Linked DNA regions of Zea mays: region 2 is linked to region 1. A link is a contact called in public Hi-C data. All regions are on one chromosome and are shown on one strand. Each heading gives the region's core, a stretch centred on a gene start, on an enhancer-like site or on the middle of the called end of the contact. The rest is flanking DNA. Distances are from core to core; before and after follow the strand shown.

Evidence for each region. Hi-C and Micro-C count contacts between places; a contact is called where the count stands out from the background.
Region 2: a Hi-C map of tassel shows a contact between it and region 1, with 7 times the contacts expected there. The contact joins the promoter of LOC100283107 here to the enhancer-like site in region 1. A contact is called at or near these places in 7 of 25 Hi-C or Micro-C datasets (bundle sheath, ear, endosperm and 3 more).

What each region holds. Positions count from the first base shown.
Region 1 is chr1:93,164,068-93,167,577 of Zm-B73-REFERENCE-NAM-5.0, reverse strand. No RefSeq gene overlaps it. Among protein-coding and RNA genes, the nearest start is that of TRNAL-AAG, 4.2 kb to the left of the region's middle. Within about 2 kb of position 1,632, at least 15 of the 20 cell types and tissues checked have an H3K27ac peak or open chromatin away from gene starts, as enhancers often do. A contact at or near this core is called in bundle sheath, ear, leaf and 2 more, where this site is marked.
Region 2 is chr1:93,481,466-93,484,975 of Zm-B73-REFERENCE-NAM-5.0, reverse strand. It overlaps LOC100283107 (holliday junction resolvase), which reads right to left and starts at 1,853. Exons shown (of 6, transcript NM_001156009.2): 1 at 1,497-1,853; 2 at 1,361-1,420; 3 at 1,135-1,247; 4 at 893-961; 5 at 412-463; 6 at 9-312. The coding sequence starts at 1,793. The coding sequence ends at 196. LOC100277947 reads right to left here. Exons shown (of 2, transcript NM_001371689.1): 2 at 2,871-3,510. The coding sequence ends at 3,337.

The DNA of each region.
Region 1 (3,510 bases), core at 383-2,882:
TTCAAAATTATATTTCAATAGCGCCATTGTTCTTTCAAAACAAGATCCCACTTGGTATATTAAAAAATATTAAATGATATTTTTTGTGAAGATAGTATATTCTTTATTAATCATATACGTTATAGGACAAATGATTTAAGTTAAAAACATATATCCTAAAACATCACATGTATACTGCTGAACATCGTAAAATACATCATACAACATCATATGTATATATGTGACAAAAAAATATTCTAGAACATCACATATATGCTATTGAACATTATACAACACTTATATCATAATAAACCATATATATACTACATGAACATCCCTAAATAGCATAAATCAGAACATGCATGCTACATGAATATTATATAATACTTCAGAGCATCAAATGTAATAAAAACACCAAACATATCAAACTAATATAACAATAATTCATAATATACCTCATAAACAGTATAATAATAGTACATTATGTCATAGAAGATACTATTTAAGTGAATATCACCACAAAAATGATGAAAAAAAGGAGTCATGCCTTCATAACACAAATATTCTAAATTCATGACAAGTGGAGAACAATATTTCAAATTTAGAAAAAAAACATTCTATGTTTATATGAATAGTATTATAATATCAAGAAACACATGAAATGACGAATAACAAAAAACTAAAATATGTAGAAAAAGATAAATACATAAATGAATGAACAAGTAATATAAAGAGAAAAAATAATAAAAGGTAGACAAACATAATGTAAAATAAAAATAACAAAAACCATGTAATATAGAAATTAAAAAAAATAAAAATAGGAAAAATATTTCATAGATACACATAAATACTAAAAATATATAAAAAGTATCCCATTTGTACCAAGTAAAAATACCATACATAGATCATCATATGAAAAACAAAAAGTAAAACAAGATAATAAAAGATAGAGTAGAATTAAAAACAAAATTGTGAAAATAATAAAAATGTACAAATACATAAAAGGAAAGATGAAGGAAAACAAAATAGAAGAAAACAAAAGGAAACGAAAAAGAAGAAAACATGTAAATAAAATGAAATAAACAAAGTATTTAACAAAAAGTAATTAAAGAAAATACAAATGAAAAACACCATGGAGAAATGGAAGAGGAAAAAGAAATAGAACAGGAAAGAAAAAAAACTAGCTTAGCTACGACATGGAAATTGTGCTGTAGCACCGGAAAAAAATCGTGTGCAGACCGGATGCAAAGGGGAATTTGTAGCCGGCTCTAGATTGAGGACACATATACTTGTACAGATCTTGAAGCGCCTTTTCTAGCTCCTGGCTCCAGGCCAGTTACGGCTTGTTCTGTTCAACTCGTGACTCGTCCATCATATGTTCGTCGTTCTATTATGTTCGGCTCCTTTGTTACTGATGACGGTTGCCGAGACTATCCTCCGCATCTCTTCCTCCAGGGATGGCTCATTGTAATTCATGGGTATTCAATTGAATATCCAAGTTTATTGGTAAAAAATAGTGTATAATATACGTGAACATATAAAAATAAAAAATTAAAATAGGATTGAGCTAAAACAAAGAAGGCTGCATATAGCGAACTGGCAGCCCAATTACAACCAGCGCTTGGTGGCCCAGCAGCCCACGTTGCGTGGAATCCCACTCGCACTCACGGTTCCGGACTCCTGGTGCCCTAGCGCATTCCACAGCAGCCCTGCTATAGCACAGCACAACCACCAGCCCAATTACAGCAACACACTGTCACATTAATTTCAACTCCAGGATTACAATTCTGGTATGCCTACAACAGGAGGTCAATAGCATATGTATATATACATAAAGCTATAAATATCAGTAGGACAACATGACAACATGACAATAAGATTGCAGGATTAAATGCATGTCAACTGATAAGATTAAAATAAGATGAACTGCTAGATTGTTGTGCAGGACAACAGGACACTAGATTAAAACAAACAAATGCAAGATAGTAGGAGTGCACAACACTATATTGTTGTGCTAAACTGCTAATCAAGCATTTCATCAGCTAGTTCAAAGAGGCCATCTCCAGTTGGAACTACAGTGGATGCAACAGCAAGTTCTTCTCCTTGTTATTGCATTTCTTTATCAGAATCAGATTCACCAAACTGTGGAGGACGAACAATACGCTTCCTTGTTCTAGTGTATGTTCTGTTAACAGCCCCAGCAGCAGCTCTAGGGAGATTTTTACCCCTTAGATGCTCAGTTGCACCAATAGCTTCATCAACAGCCCTCCAAAGAGAATTTTCATCGTTAATGTCCTCATCATTTTCATGAACCCACTCATTTTCCATTGGAACTCTTGTAGGATCAAAGGGTTGCTTTTCTTTCCCTTTAAGCCCAACTCTCTAATTCTTTAAAATCTATTTGCCACGTTTCGGTTGTAGCTAACATACACCAATTTGTCCAGCCTTTTATGTTCTAAACGATTTCTTCTCTTGGTATGGACCTACATAACGACAAAAAGGAAACATAAGTACTGTTGTACTGGACAACAATTTTGAGAAGACAAAATATGCAAACAAAAGGTACACATACATTAGCAAATGTGAGAGCACCTAGAGGGGGGGTGAATAGGTGATCCTGTGAAACTTGAAACTTAATGCCACAAAGCTTGATTAGGAGTTAGTACAATAATGCCAAGTGGCTAGAGAGGAGTCTTTAGCAAAACACAATAACCACAAGAAGATCAACACAGGTAGACTCAGTGGTTTATCCCGTGGTTCGGCCAAGTATAAAACTTGCCTACTTCCACGTTGTGGCGTCCCAATGGACGAGGGTTGCAATCAACCCCTCTCAAGCGGTCCAAAGACCCACTTGAATACCACGGTGTTTTTGCTTTGTATACTATATCCCGTTCACGAGGAATCTCCACAACTTGGAGCCTCTCGCCCTTACACTTTGATGTTCACAAAGAAGCACGGAGCAATGGAGGGATGAGCAACACACACAAGACACAAAACTCACGGCAAATACGCACACACAAGACCCAGACTTGAGCTCAAAAGACTATCACGAGGTTCTCACTAGAACGGAGCTCAAATCACTAAGAATGTCGAACAAGTGCGCAAGAATGAAGTGTGAGTGATCAACAATGCTCTAAGGATGCTTGGTCTTCTCCTCCATGCGCCTAGGGGTCCCTTTTATAGCCCCAAGGCAGCTAGGAGCCGTTGAGAGCATTCCAGGAAGGCAATTCTTGCCTTCTGTCGCCTGGCGCACCGGACAGTCCGGTGCACCACCGGACACTGTCCGGTGTGGATTTCTTTTCTTATTTGGCGAAGCCGACCGTTGCAGATTCAGAGCCGTTGGCGCACCGGACACTATCCGGTGCACACCAGACAGTCCGGTGCCCCCTTCTAGCCGTTGGCTCGGCCACGTGTCCCGCGCAGATCGCGCGGCCGACCGTTGGCCCGACCGACCGTTGGCTCACCGGACAGTCCGGTGCATCACCGGACAGTCCGGTGAATTATAGTCGTATGCCGTTAATCATCTCCCGA
Region 2 (3,510 bases), core at 604-3,103, 320 kb before region 1:
TTACTGAGTTTTGTTTTGGGATGATACTCAATTTGCAAACAGGACCAGGTTTAAAAACAGCTTGTGTTTTTGATGCAGTACAATTACAATATCTCAAACAATCATCTACATCACAGCGGATGACATGGTATAGAAAATGAGGTGCCCTCAACTGGACATGTTCTCTACTATGGAGAAAATAGAAGACATGCCTCTCTAAACTTCAGCATCTTGTCTAGACTGAACCATTAGCTTGTCCTGTAACTCTGGTTGCCTGGGGAGAACAATCTTAGCCCCTCGACCTGAAGACGTGAAATATCTCTTCAAAATCATCTACAACAAAAGTAATCAGCTGTAACTTTAGCCAGAAGCAATCATAAACAGGAGGAAATAAACACTAAGTAGAAAGATATACTAGGTAGCATCAAATACCACAGCAGCATATGCATCAGATTTGGTGTCACGAGCAGACTTCTTGACACCCCTGAAAATTGAGGTCGATAATCAGGCAAGCTTCTCAGTGAACTAACAATTTGACACGATTTAACAGCCAGCGATGTGCAGGAAGGAATTTGCATTCTTGAGCTTTTGTGTTGCTAGGTGGAGCAGTACTGTAAATACTTAAAATGGCCAAATTTTAAAATCAGCAGCAAGGTCCAGCTAGAATTGTTGCAGCAACAGTGATATGGGAAAGTTCCGGATCATTGCCAGTTTGCCGTGAACAGAATAGGTACTGTTTGGTTGGATCCATGTTGAATAGCTAGTAGTAGCAAGCAATTAAAAATTGACAAACCTGGATCCAAACAGGCCTGTGCTAACTACTAGCAAAAATTAGCAGGGTGCATGTTGCTAGCAAATGACAAAGAGTTACGTTACGTGGTATGCTAATTGCAAAAAATGAACCAAGATTCACCTGGAGATCATGTAATCTAGGGCGTCCGTGGACGTTCCATATTCATCCTGCAGATAAACCCTCAAGCCCCTGCTGCCGTGAAAACAAATCCACTGAGTTAAACGCAACAACCATCACACATCCAAACGACACATCGAAGCAATGCACGCAGTTCAGAGGTCTCGATGAGTCTGCTGAGCACCCGGCTCCTAGCTAGCCTAGCTCACTGAAGCGATCCAAATTTACAGGGGCATGCGGCGCACCTTTGGGCAGCTTGGACGGCGAGCCTCCCGACGACGCTCCGCACTTTGTTGGACTGCGGTGTCTCCGACCCATCAGCGGACACGGGAAGCCCGATGATGAGCTCGTCCGCCTCCTGCAATCTCGAGTAGCAAAGCGCCCGTGTTCAGGACACCAGAACCACCATCGCATCACGTTTTGCAAAATGCCAGCGCAGAGCAGAAGAGGAGAAGCCAAGCGAAACCTCACCTGCTGCCGAGCCACGTCGAGCAGCGCAAGCTCTAGCTTCTGCCCGCGGAGCCTCAGAACCTGGTGCCATTCCAACTCTACCTCAATTTAGTGAGGTTTACTTTGGGCGGTGGAGCTGAGTGCGAGAGGTGCGTACAGTGAGGGGTCGAGGGAAGGTGATCCCCCTCCCGATGGCGAGGCCGGTGCGGGCGTCACCGAGGTCGACGCCGAGGCTGAACCCGCCGCCGTGCCAGAGCGGGTCGCGTCCCCGCCGCCGCGCGTTTGGCTGGAGCGGGGCGGGGAGCTCGGCGGCGGCTTCCGTCCGGCCTGGTACGGGAGATGCCCTGATAGCTCCAGCAGCTCTTCGACGGCGCGGGGGCGGGAAGGAAGCGGAGGCCGCGCACGCGCGGGCCCGCACGAGCGGCGCCGGCTCCACTGCCGCTGCGGTTGTCATGGCAAGGCGATTCGGCGGTCGTGCAGCTGATTCGTTGCCTTGGATAGGGGAAAGGAGTTACGGGCCGTACGAAATGGCCCATAGTTTTACTTCAATCAAGCCCACGCAATTAGTAACTGCCCCATTCACTGATATGTGGGCCCCTCTATGCACAGAGGAAGCTAGCGGGGGCATTCCTGTTGGTAACAATGTTTCTCAAAATCATGGTTTTACAATACTATACTTTACAATTGTCATGATAATATTGTAGTTTTAACAACTCCAAAAATACTATGTTTTGAGAAACATTATTTGTGGTTTTTAAAACATAGTTTTTAGAAGAAAAAAACACCTCATGTATAAAATACTACAGTACTGTCCAAAACCCAAAACCATGGTATTATATACAAATTGTAAAAATACTTCACTCTCAAACAGGCTTTTAGGATGCTAACATTAAATTTTGTCCATCAGATTTACCAGCTATCACCATTTGTACAGGCTTTTAGGATGCTAACATTAAATTTTGTCCATCAGATTTACCAGCTATCACCATTTGTACAGGCTTTTAGGATGCTAACATTAAATTTTGTCCATCAGATTTACCAGCTATCACCATCTGTCCATCTACAACCGAGTGCAATACCACCCGGTGACGCTAGACTCTATTCTACAAAAATACAGTACTCCTTCCATCTCAAAATATAATTTGTTTTAGACTAATCATACATTTATTAAGTAACATATAAATGCAGCAGTTTGTTTGCATGTGTGTCGATATTTATTGTCATTTGAATAAACGTGGACGAAAAAAATAGGCTTGAAAAAACTATATTTTGGAACGGAGTGAGTAGTTTTTAGCAAATAATAAGGTGAGATTACACTCAACCATAAATGGTGGATCCAGTAGTTTTTAGCATGTAATAAGGTGAGATTACACTCAACCATAAATGGTGGATCCACGGATAAGATTTGATGTTAATATGTTAGCACCTTAATCATTTTTTACACTAGATATATTGCCTTTATTATGTTGACAGATTATAAAAAGACAGAGTCGTCCACATAACCTGTTGTCGCAGCTACCAATACAAAATCTAATATGACAGTTTTGATAATTATGTCATAAAACTTCCCGTGGAGCCGTGGAGGCTGACCTTAAAAACTGTTTTGCAGCCATGCATACACCATTGCATAACACCAACACCAAGTCTATGTCAACCAAACTGTTCTATGATTGTACTACCAGCAACTCGGTGGATGTTGAACGCATGTCTGTAGAAACGGAAACTTTGTGCATTTTGCAGAAACTAGGAGACGTAGGTTCTATGGTTACATCTGACATTCAGTTTGTTCAGTACTACTACTACAGGCTGCTCTCCATCTCCAGTCTCCACCGACAAGTACTGAAATTTGTGAGGCAGTACAGACAGCAGGCGGGGGGCACATGTGGATACGCCTATTTCACTTCAGCTTTGCCCAGTGGCTGTACGCAGTGATGCAGTTTACAGGTCTTCCATTGCTAGCAGCACTGATTGCTGCAGTCACCGGTTGTGCAGGATAATCAGCAGCCGTGAATGGTTGGAGCAGCCTGTGGAAGAACGGGGAAAGCGTGCTGCATCGTGCCAGCCAGATGTGGCTCCTGCTCAACCAAAGGAGCTCCCAAGCCATGGTACAGTGGTTCAAGAGCTCCTGTCATGTGTGCTGCTGACTGGTTTGGAGGAACACGCGCAACCAA